Linked DNA regions of Mus musculus: region 1 is linked to region 2. A link is a contact called in public HiChIP or PLAC-seq data. All regions are on one chromosome and are shown on one strand. The core of a region is the stretch at or near the end of the contact, and the rest is flanking DNA. Distances in the headings are between cores, read along the strand shown. Region 1 has its middle 24 kb from the start of Gm38877. Region 2 overlaps Syn2 (synapsin II).

Evidence for each region. HiChIP or PLAC-seq counts read pairs in DNA pulled down with a chosen protein or histone mark.
Region 1: an HNF4G HiChIP or PLAC-seq map of pancreatic cancer cells shows a contact between it and region 2. The contact joins two enhancer-like sites. A contact is called at or near these places in 1 of 484 Hi-C or Micro-C datasets (nephron progenitors), 3 of 115 datasets of contacts at active chromatin or transcription factors (CD8 T cells, embryonic stem cells and pancreatic cancer cells) and 2 of 9 other capture datasets (adipose tissue and pancreatic islet).

What each region holds. Positions count from the first base shown.
Region 1 is chr6:115,291,171-115,295,473 of GRCm38.p6, reverse strand. No RefSeq gene overlaps it. Among named protein-coding and RNA genes, the nearest start is that of Gm38877, 24 kb to the left of the region's middle. Within about 2 kb of position 1,388, at least 7 of the 459 cell types and tissues checked have an H3K27ac peak or open chromatin away from gene starts, as enhancers often do. A contact at or near this core is called in pancreatic cancer cells, where this site is marked.
Region 2 is chr6:115,219,165-115,223,900 of GRCm38.p6, reverse strand. The region is part of intron 1 of Syn2 (synapsin II); the gene reads right to left. Among named protein-coding and RNA genes, the nearest start is that of Timp4, 31 kb to the left of the region's middle. Within about 2 kb of position 2,315, at least 43 of the 459 cell types and tissues checked have an H3K27ac peak or open chromatin away from gene starts, as enhancers often do. A contact at or near this core is called in pancreatic cancer cells, where this site is marked.

The sequences.
Region 1 (4,303 bases), core at 139-2,638, 72 kb before region 2:
CTTACCACAGAGTAAACTTTCAGACTGCCTTTAAAACACACTAGTATCTAACAGATTGACTCCAGGATTCCCATGGTTGCCAAAGCCCACAAATGCTCAACTCCCCTCTACAAGATGGTGTTGTGTTTGCCTAGGACCTGGCACAGCCTCCTCCACACTTGAGATTGTCTCTGGCTTCCTGATGCCATGGAAACACTATAGGAATAGGTGCTTTGAATTGTTTAGGAAATAATGGCACATGCTCTGTACGTGGTCAGTACTGATGCCTCCATCCCAGGTTAATAGTACATGCCAGCCAGAGCCCAGCATAGGTCTGATCCGCTGATGTGAAGCCCAGAATAAGGATAAGGAGAGCCAATTGGATTTTTAAGCGAGTCACTTCCTGCACGTAAAGCTACGCCTTCTCTTGCTCTCTGTCTCCAAGCCCTCAGGCCTCTGATGGCCCAGGGCTCCTTGGAAGGCAAGAACACCTACGTCAGAGCTGAGAGGGGCTCTGGTTTTGCCCTGCCTGGGGTTACAGAGAGGCTCTGGAAAACCATGAGAGCTTAGTTTCCCACTGTGCTCCTCCATGTCAAAGCAGTCCCCTTGCCCAGTTCCTCTGCACGTGGACTCTCTCTTCCCATAATGCCTTTCACGTGAACATCTGTTCCAAATCCTATTGTCTTCATTGTTTCACTCCACCAAGACATGGCTCCTCTGTGTATCCCAGGCTATCCTGGGACTAGCTCTGTAGACCAGGCTGGCCCAGAACTCAGAGATCCTCCTACCTCTGCTTCCTGCATGCTGGATGTACACCATCACACCCAGCTGACCAGACCTCATCTACTTAGCAAGAATTAATGTATGTATTTCCTGACTGTGGATCTCTAATCTGGTTGGTTTGGCCTTTTTGTTTTAGATTTATATGTTTTATGCGGTTTGCTGTTTTATCTGTATGGATGGTCAGAGGAGGTCAGATCCCTTAGACCTGGGGTTACAGGGAGTTTTGAACTCTCACATGGGTTTGGGAATCAAACCCGGGGCCTTTGTAAGAACAGCCTGTGCTGTGAACCACTGAGCCCCTGGTGTAATCTACTGAAATCTTGGCCTTCCTTACAGAAGGAAGACGAACATCACAAAACAGCAGTGCCTGGACACATTTTTAATATTGTGCTTACTTTGGTAATCTTTCATTAAATTGCTCCTGTCACGTAGGGCAAATGTTTTAATTAAAATGGTATTTCAATCAGTCAGCAGCCCCAGGCTTGAAGCGGTGGTAAGGATAAGATACTGCCAGAGAGCCCAATCCTATTTTCCAAGGTACTTGCTCTCTATGGAGCACCTCCTGCTGCTGGCCTGCCTCCTCTGGGCTGGAGGCTGTGGGCATGGATCCAGATGTGACTCAGCCTCTCCCACCACTGCAGATGCACCACTGGGTACGCATGCAAGGCACCTGCTCTTCTCCACTGAAGGGGTCAAGCCCTGTGCATCCTCAGAGGAGTCTGTATCAAGAAGCACCTTCTTCTTCCTGTTGATAATGGCCCTGTGCTTAGCTGCAGCTGTCTGCCTGGTATCTGAAGACCAGCTAGGGAGTCTCTCTGCCATATACAGTGGGTGGCAGGGCTGGCTCTAGTGGGGACTAAACTGGTAATAAATGGTGTTTAAAGACTCAGATCTCCATGGCAGGGAACAAGAACCACCTTAGGGTGTGATATGGGGACTATGGAGAGACAAAACACCACTTAAAGATGTATGTGACCCACATCCCTGAATAGTCAGAATAAATTCATTACAGTCTGTTGGGAACATTGAAGTTCCGTGTCAAAACCTTTTTAGGAAATAGCATTCGAGACCCAAAGAAAGAAACTTTAACAGCTACTGGATCTTAAAGATGCTATTTATGGGTTATGGATTTTCTAGCACATGCCCTGTCTTACAGGACTTCTTTTCCACAAGTCCTGAGAACCCAGGACTTTGAATGGGGTTCCAGGTTCTGGAAGGATGGCTTGAGCAGACGTCAGTGCTTTAAAGAGGTGATTTGGGTGTTTGTAGTTGTCCCAGTTCTAAATAAATGAACATTAGCTTAGCACTCAGAGAGCTGAATCCGGCCCTACAGAGAAGGCTGGGGGGGTCACGAGTATCCTTTTACATTAGCATTGAGCTAGGTATCCCCTAAGGATTCAAACACATAAATTACAGGAGGTTTGTTTGTTTGTTGTCTTGGCTTCTTTTTGGTTGGAATCTAGCCTTTAACAGCTGGGCTGTCTCTCCCGTTTGACTCTGACATCTTTCAGGCAGACAGAATGGTCTCTGAAAGGTCTCTGCAGTCTCGTGGTCAGTGTAGCAGCGATAAGGCTTAGATCCCTGGTCCCTGGGTCATCAGAGAGCTCAGTAGTAAACTGTGAGATGGGGGTGGGGCTATAAAGGTGGGGACTATGTGGCCAAGCTTAAGGGAAAGAGAGCCCATCTTGCCCCCAAGATGTGAGCAGACAAGAGAACACAAGTTGTAGTGGGGTCAGGACAGTTCGGAGAGCTTTAATCTGGAGCAGGGGACTTTCGGGGCAGCAAGCTCAGGGTGGATTTGGTTTCTGTTTGCTGAAGGCCTTGATGATAAGCTCCAGATCGGAGCTTGTGCTCTAGGCAGTGGGGAATTATTCTGGGCATGTGAGTCAGGGATGCACGATGACGAAAGTGGAGCTCCAGGCTTTATCTGGCCTAGCATTTGACAAAGGATGGGGGAAGCTGATTCTGAGAGTAGAGAACACATGGTGAGGCCATAATTTAGGGTTTTGAACAAAGGCAGCGTTCACTTTTGAAAACTGTCACATCAAAGTCCAAAATGGTGGCCTAATTAGTGAGCAGTTGGAGATGCAGGTTGTCTGGTTTGGCAAGAATAGATTCATCCCTGGAGCCTGCCTACCCCCTCAAGGTCAGGAGATTGTGAAGAAGAAGAGATGGCTGGGAAATCCTGCCCCTCTGGATGGAAAGGTTCTCTAGGTTTGCTTCATGTTCAGTTTTAACACATGAATATCTATAACAGTATTTTTAGACAAAAAAAACAAAACAAAACAAAAAACTCCAGACAGCCTGGGGAGGGGTATAGCTCAGCGATAGAGCATGCACCGAACATGTCCAGGCTCTGGGTTGGATCACCAGCACAAAACAAATAAAAAAAAACTGAACACGAAAGCCTGCACTGTCTGTGACACTGGACAGTTCTCTGAGAAGGTTCATTTTGTGGTAGGGTGTTTGAAAGAACATCAAATATTAAAAACAATCCCCTCTTTCAATAATTTTCTGTTATTTCAAAAGGCCACTGATCTGAGAGAAGCCAAGTTCCAAGATTAAAAAGAAGACAACAAACTAACACATAGACATGGAATTCCCATACACGCCATCGCCCTAGAAGTCTGGCTTACGCCTCTAAGACTACCCACCCATCTACTCAAATTAGCCTGTCCCATTCCCAAGCCATCTGCGCACAGCATCACGTTGCAATTACCAGCTCAAAAACTAGCTTTTTGAGAAATCTCAGCCACTTAAGGCAAAACTCCAGGGGAGGCCTATTCTTAATACATTTTTTTGTTGATATTTATCTCTCAGCTGTGGTATGAAATACTGATTTCTTACAACATAGGCATGTATTTACCAGTCAGATGGCGGCAGCTGTGAACTGGTGGGGGCTGTTACACCTGCCCACCCTTTCTAAGGCCCAGTGGGTCTGCTTTTGCTGTCTGTTTGTTTGTTTGTGGGTGTTTTTTTGTTGTGTGTGTGCTCACGTGGGCATTTGCACATGCACATGCATGCCCGTGGTACTGGAAGATCTCAGTGAGTCGTTACAAGTGTGGCGTTAAGTGTGTTGCCTTCTAAGTCCCTCTCCATGTCAGGGAGAGAGAGGAAGGAAAGTCACTTGGCACTGATGGCAGTATATCAACAACTTACAAGGACAGTGAAGAAACCAAGGCAAGGAAGGCCCTGCCACTCAGTCTTCTCGTTGGTCACTCTGAAGACGATCTTAACTGGCGTATTTAGAAAATACAAAATAAATTTTAAAAAAGGGAGGGGGAACAAGGAAGCTTGCCTGTCTGGATACACCGGTGCCTTTGGAAATGGCAGTCTGAGAAAGCATCCCACCGAGGATGTGTTCAGCCATTCACTTCCTTTCATCTTGGCTAAATTGATGCAAGAAGTATAGACTGACTTTAGGGATGTAACAGTCTCTGACTTCCTCTTGCTTTTCTGGTGCTGGGAGGAGGGGCCAAACCCAAGGCTTCACACATGGTGGACAAGTACTCTGCCACTGAGCTAGACAGCCCTGGGTCTG
Region 2 (4,736 bases), core at 1,066-3,565:
GTAACTTTTTTTTTCTTTCTTTCTTCCTTCCTTCCTTCCTTCCTTCCTTTCTTTCTCTCTCTCTCTCTCTCTCTCTCTCTCTCTCTCTCTCTCTCTCTCTCTCTTTCTTTCTTCCTTCCTTCCTTTCTTTCTTACTTTCTTTTTATTTAAAAGCCTAATATGAGGACCTGGAGATATGGCCTGGTGGCTAAGAGAACAGGCTGCTCTTAGTTCCTCAACACCTAATAGCAGCTCACAACCATCTGTAGACCCAGTTCCAGAGGATCCGACACCTTTTTCTGACCTCTTCTGACACTGCATGCTCATGGTGCATAGACATACAGGCAGGCTAAACACCCATACACATGAAATAGTTTTTTATTTAAATAAAGCCTAATATGAAACCCATCCACTTGTCATTTTAAGTAGACATGAACTAGTGTCACTAGCTAAATTTCCACATATTTACCTCTGTAGTGACAATTTTGGAATTTTGGTTTCTTTAAAAATACAGAAATATTATAAGAATGTGTTTTCATTTTAATCCCAGGTGTGGGGACATGGGGCTGCTTCAGACTGTCCGAAGCAGTGGACCATAATTTGCCTCGTGCTTTAGCAGAAGTGTGATTTTACCAGCTGCAAATAGTTTCTGTGATTGTGTTACAATTGAAATTCTGGGAACTTTTCAGAGGGTATATAAATGCTAGAGCCCTAAGAGATGTGGTTGTTGGTTGATGGTCTCAGTTGTTAGTAGTCATGCTCAAAGAAGAAACAATAGGAAAGAAGCTAGATTTATGGATCTCTCCCCCCACTATCCTTCTTTCTCTCCTATCTGGTGATAGTGGCGAAACTGGGGGCTGGGGATAAAGGGTGTGAAAAAGAAGAACCTATGAAGTATAAAGACAGGCTACGTTCTCCTCCTTCCCGCCGTATCATGAGCCTCCTGAGAAGGATATGTGTTTCTCAAAGAGCTTACAAGTCCCATTGTTCAACAGCTCACCCTCACTCCTTTCTACTTTATGTGACTCATGCCTATGACAGATGATTTCATGTGTCAACTTGAGTAGGGTACTAGGTGCCCGGTTATTTGTTTAAACAGTATTTCTTAACACGTGAAAGTGGTTTTAGATCAGATTAGCATTTGAATCAGTAGACTAAGTAAAGCATATTGTCTTCTAACTCTCTCTCTCTCCCTCTCTGTGTGTGTGTATGTGTGTCTCTCTGTGTGTGTGTCTGTTAGACTGTCACCAAGTTGCTTCTAAACACAGGCTGAAACTTCTACTGGCGCACCAGTGTCTCCAGATTGCCAACTGCAAATCTGAGACCTTTTTAATCTCCATATGTATGTGAGCCAATTCTGTTTCCCACTGTGTGTGTGTGTGTATGTGTGTGTGTGTGAGAGAGAGAGAGAGAGACAGACAGACAGACAGAGACAGAGAGAGAGACAGAGACAGAGAGACAGAGATAAAAAGACACAGGTAAAGAACATTATAGCAAGAACTTTGCTGTTATGGGAATTGCTGTATTTATCTTATGCTCAGCTCAAACAAGTGTAAAAAATAAACATTTATAATGAACACTTACTCTAACATATGACAGGGCTGAATTCTAACTTAATTGGTTTTTATTTGCTTGTTTGTTTCTTTGTTTTTTGGAACATGGGGACAGGGCTTGTTGCTTCTTTGGAACAAACTTAGGGCCTTGTATGTGCTGGGCTAGCACTCTGCCATGAGGTACATCCCTAGCCCCTAATGTTCTATTTCAGGTATAAATTAACATAGCAGTTAATGAAAGGCTTGTAATTTTATTCTCATTATAACAAGAACACCATCTCCTCTCAGCTTTCTAAGAGAAGATTCTGCCTAGGGGCTTTTTAACTTCTAATAGCAGGCTCACAGAAAGGAAATGTTTGACTACTTCAAGATCTAACAATAGATCCTAGTCTAATAGCACACACCTGTCATCCCAGCATCAGGAGGCAGAGGCCAGAAAATCACAAATCTGAAGACAGTGTGAACGACATGACCCTAAAACAATATTACAGCAACAACAACAACAACACAGCATCAACAAGGCAGGTTGTTGCTCATCTTGCCCTGTGTTAAATTCCTATCCTGTTAGGAAAAACCTAACAGAGGCTGACCACGTTCCTTCCCACCCCTCTTTACAGCGAGAAGGTAATTCTCCCCAAAACCGGACACTAAAGTCGAACAGAGATCCTGATTACTTTCTGGAGCACTTGTGAAACAAGGACCGGGAAAGGCCTAGCATTGCAGAGCGCAGTGACGCTGGCTTTCTGTCGCTTCATGGGTGTGTTGCTTCTTAGGCTGCTGAATCACCAGGCCATGATTCACAGAGCAAATGCAAAGACGCAGGGTGCTCTCTCTCCCCATGCTCTACTCTCATTAGCAGAGGAGGCTCGAGCCTCCTTTCTCAGGCCAAGTGTAAGCTGCGGTGGCTGGCACTGTCAGCCCACTCACTCGCATAGCTCAGCAGAAACATTTTCATATCTCAAAGCAATAATGCTTTGGATTTCCAAATCCCAGCGCAGGTGGCACATTCCATTCCACAATTTTCCAGCTGGCATCACTTCGGGGGGAGATGCAGTCTTCACAACTGATGCTGGCAGGCTGGAAGGAGACCTGGCACTGTCCTGGAAGACATGTGCCATGGTGTCCCAGATGCACTTGAGTATAGCAACAGGAAAGAGAGACCATATTTAGGTGCCTTCTTCTCATCGTCACGGATGGAGAAACTGAAGCTTAGAGGAGAAAAGTGGACAAGATCGCACCATGGGAATCTTGTGGGAATGTTGGTATAATGGGAAATTCATGCCGGGGCCTGGTCTGGCTCTCTTCTTTGTCAATGTGTCTTTACTTCTAGCCACTGCTAATGATCCGAAACAATCCTCACACTCAACAAGCCCTGAAGAGAAGTTCTAAGAACCAACCCAATCCTGAAGACGTACCCCTTTTAGTCTTCGAACATATTTATTTGAAGAGGATTGTTTAGTACTGTTATAGTGAAACATATTCTATAAACTCTTTAAATATGATAATTCTCATTCATTTACTCTTTCAAAGAAGATCTACTAGATTGGGCACCTATTAAAGGCTCAACTGTCCACCAGGCATCAGATAAGGAAAGGTCTCACCTAGTTGTAACATAAGGACTAAAAAGGAAATGATGTTAGCAGAAGCACAGTGGAATCCTTACCCATGCACAGGCACTAGAGTATCTTAAGTACAATAAAGTCAATAATGGATAGTGTTTTACTACATATTTAGCATTGGTTTCTGAGTTAAGCACTTTATCCATCTTACTCGATTTTCATGTAAGAACTGATGAGGAAGGAGCACTACCCCTGAACTCACTTACTTCACAATGCTTCCAACACACAGCATTACTTAGAAAAACAAAAACCAAACCTTTAGCCAGGCCTAGTGGCATTCACCATCTCTGAACAAACTCTTTTGGTTCAAGGTTAGCCTGGTCTATGTAGTGAAACTGTGTCTCAAATAAACAAACAAATTCAACAATAATATCAACAAATGGAACTTTTAATGGGCATCCACTAGAAAGTCTCAGAACTTACTAGTAATTTTCTAAGATATTCACTTTCTAAGATATTTATGCTAGTTTTCCATTTATTTGATACTTTAAATAATTGATCATAACAATGCCCATTAATATTTGAACACACATTTCCAAGTAAACATGACTTCTAAAAGAGCCCATCGCTTTAAAAAGCTTACTTATGCATGCTAGTAGAGACAGCCAACTCCTTTATGTACAATCTGATACTTTTCTGACTAACAGGCAACTTTTATAACTGTTAATTTTCTTTTTTTTTTCTCACAGTGGCTTACAAAAGAAAAACATCCCAAACTTTAAGTTTTCATTAGTGTACATTAACTGAACAAAGTGGTGGGTTCACTATTGCATTTTCATGCTTGTATATAATGTACTTTGATCATATCTCCCCCCCATCCATTACTGTCCCATGTCTCCATTTTCAGCTCATACTGGACCCCCTTCCTTTTCTCAATGGTCTCTCTCTCATAGAATATTTGTTTTTCTAAGTCTGGCTTATCTTGTCCAATAGAATTTTTGTGCCATCTAGTTTCCTGCAAATTACACACTCATGTTCTTCTTTCTGGTCAAATAAAACCCCATTGAGTATATATACCACATTTTCTTTATCCACTGATGAATATCTAGGTTGATCTGATTAATAATACTGCCACTGTGTTTTGGATGAAATGCTCACCCCCCCATAAGCTCAGGGAGTGTCACTATTAGGAGGTGTGGCCTTATTGGAAGAAGTGTGTCACTGGGAGTGGACTTTGAGGTTTCAAGTATTCAAGCCAGGCTCAGTTTTTCTCTCTCTTCCTGCTGATCTGGATGTAAAACTCTCAGCTATCTCTCCAGCACCATGTCTGCCTGTGTGCCACCATGCTTCCCGCCATGATAATGGACCAAACCTCTGAACTATATATAAGTGAATTCCAACTAAATACTTTTCTTTGTAAGAGTTGCTTATAAACTCACTGTGTCTCTTCACAGCAATTGAAACCCTGACTTAGGACAGCCAGCAACCTAAATATATAGATATCTCTATTATGTGACTTAGATTCCTTCAAGCATCCTCAGGAATACAGCTGGATCATATGGTAGTTCTATGTTCAGTTGTTCTGAAGAACCCAGCTATTGATCTTCACAGTGGCTGGACTAATTCATATTACCCCTTGGCTGCA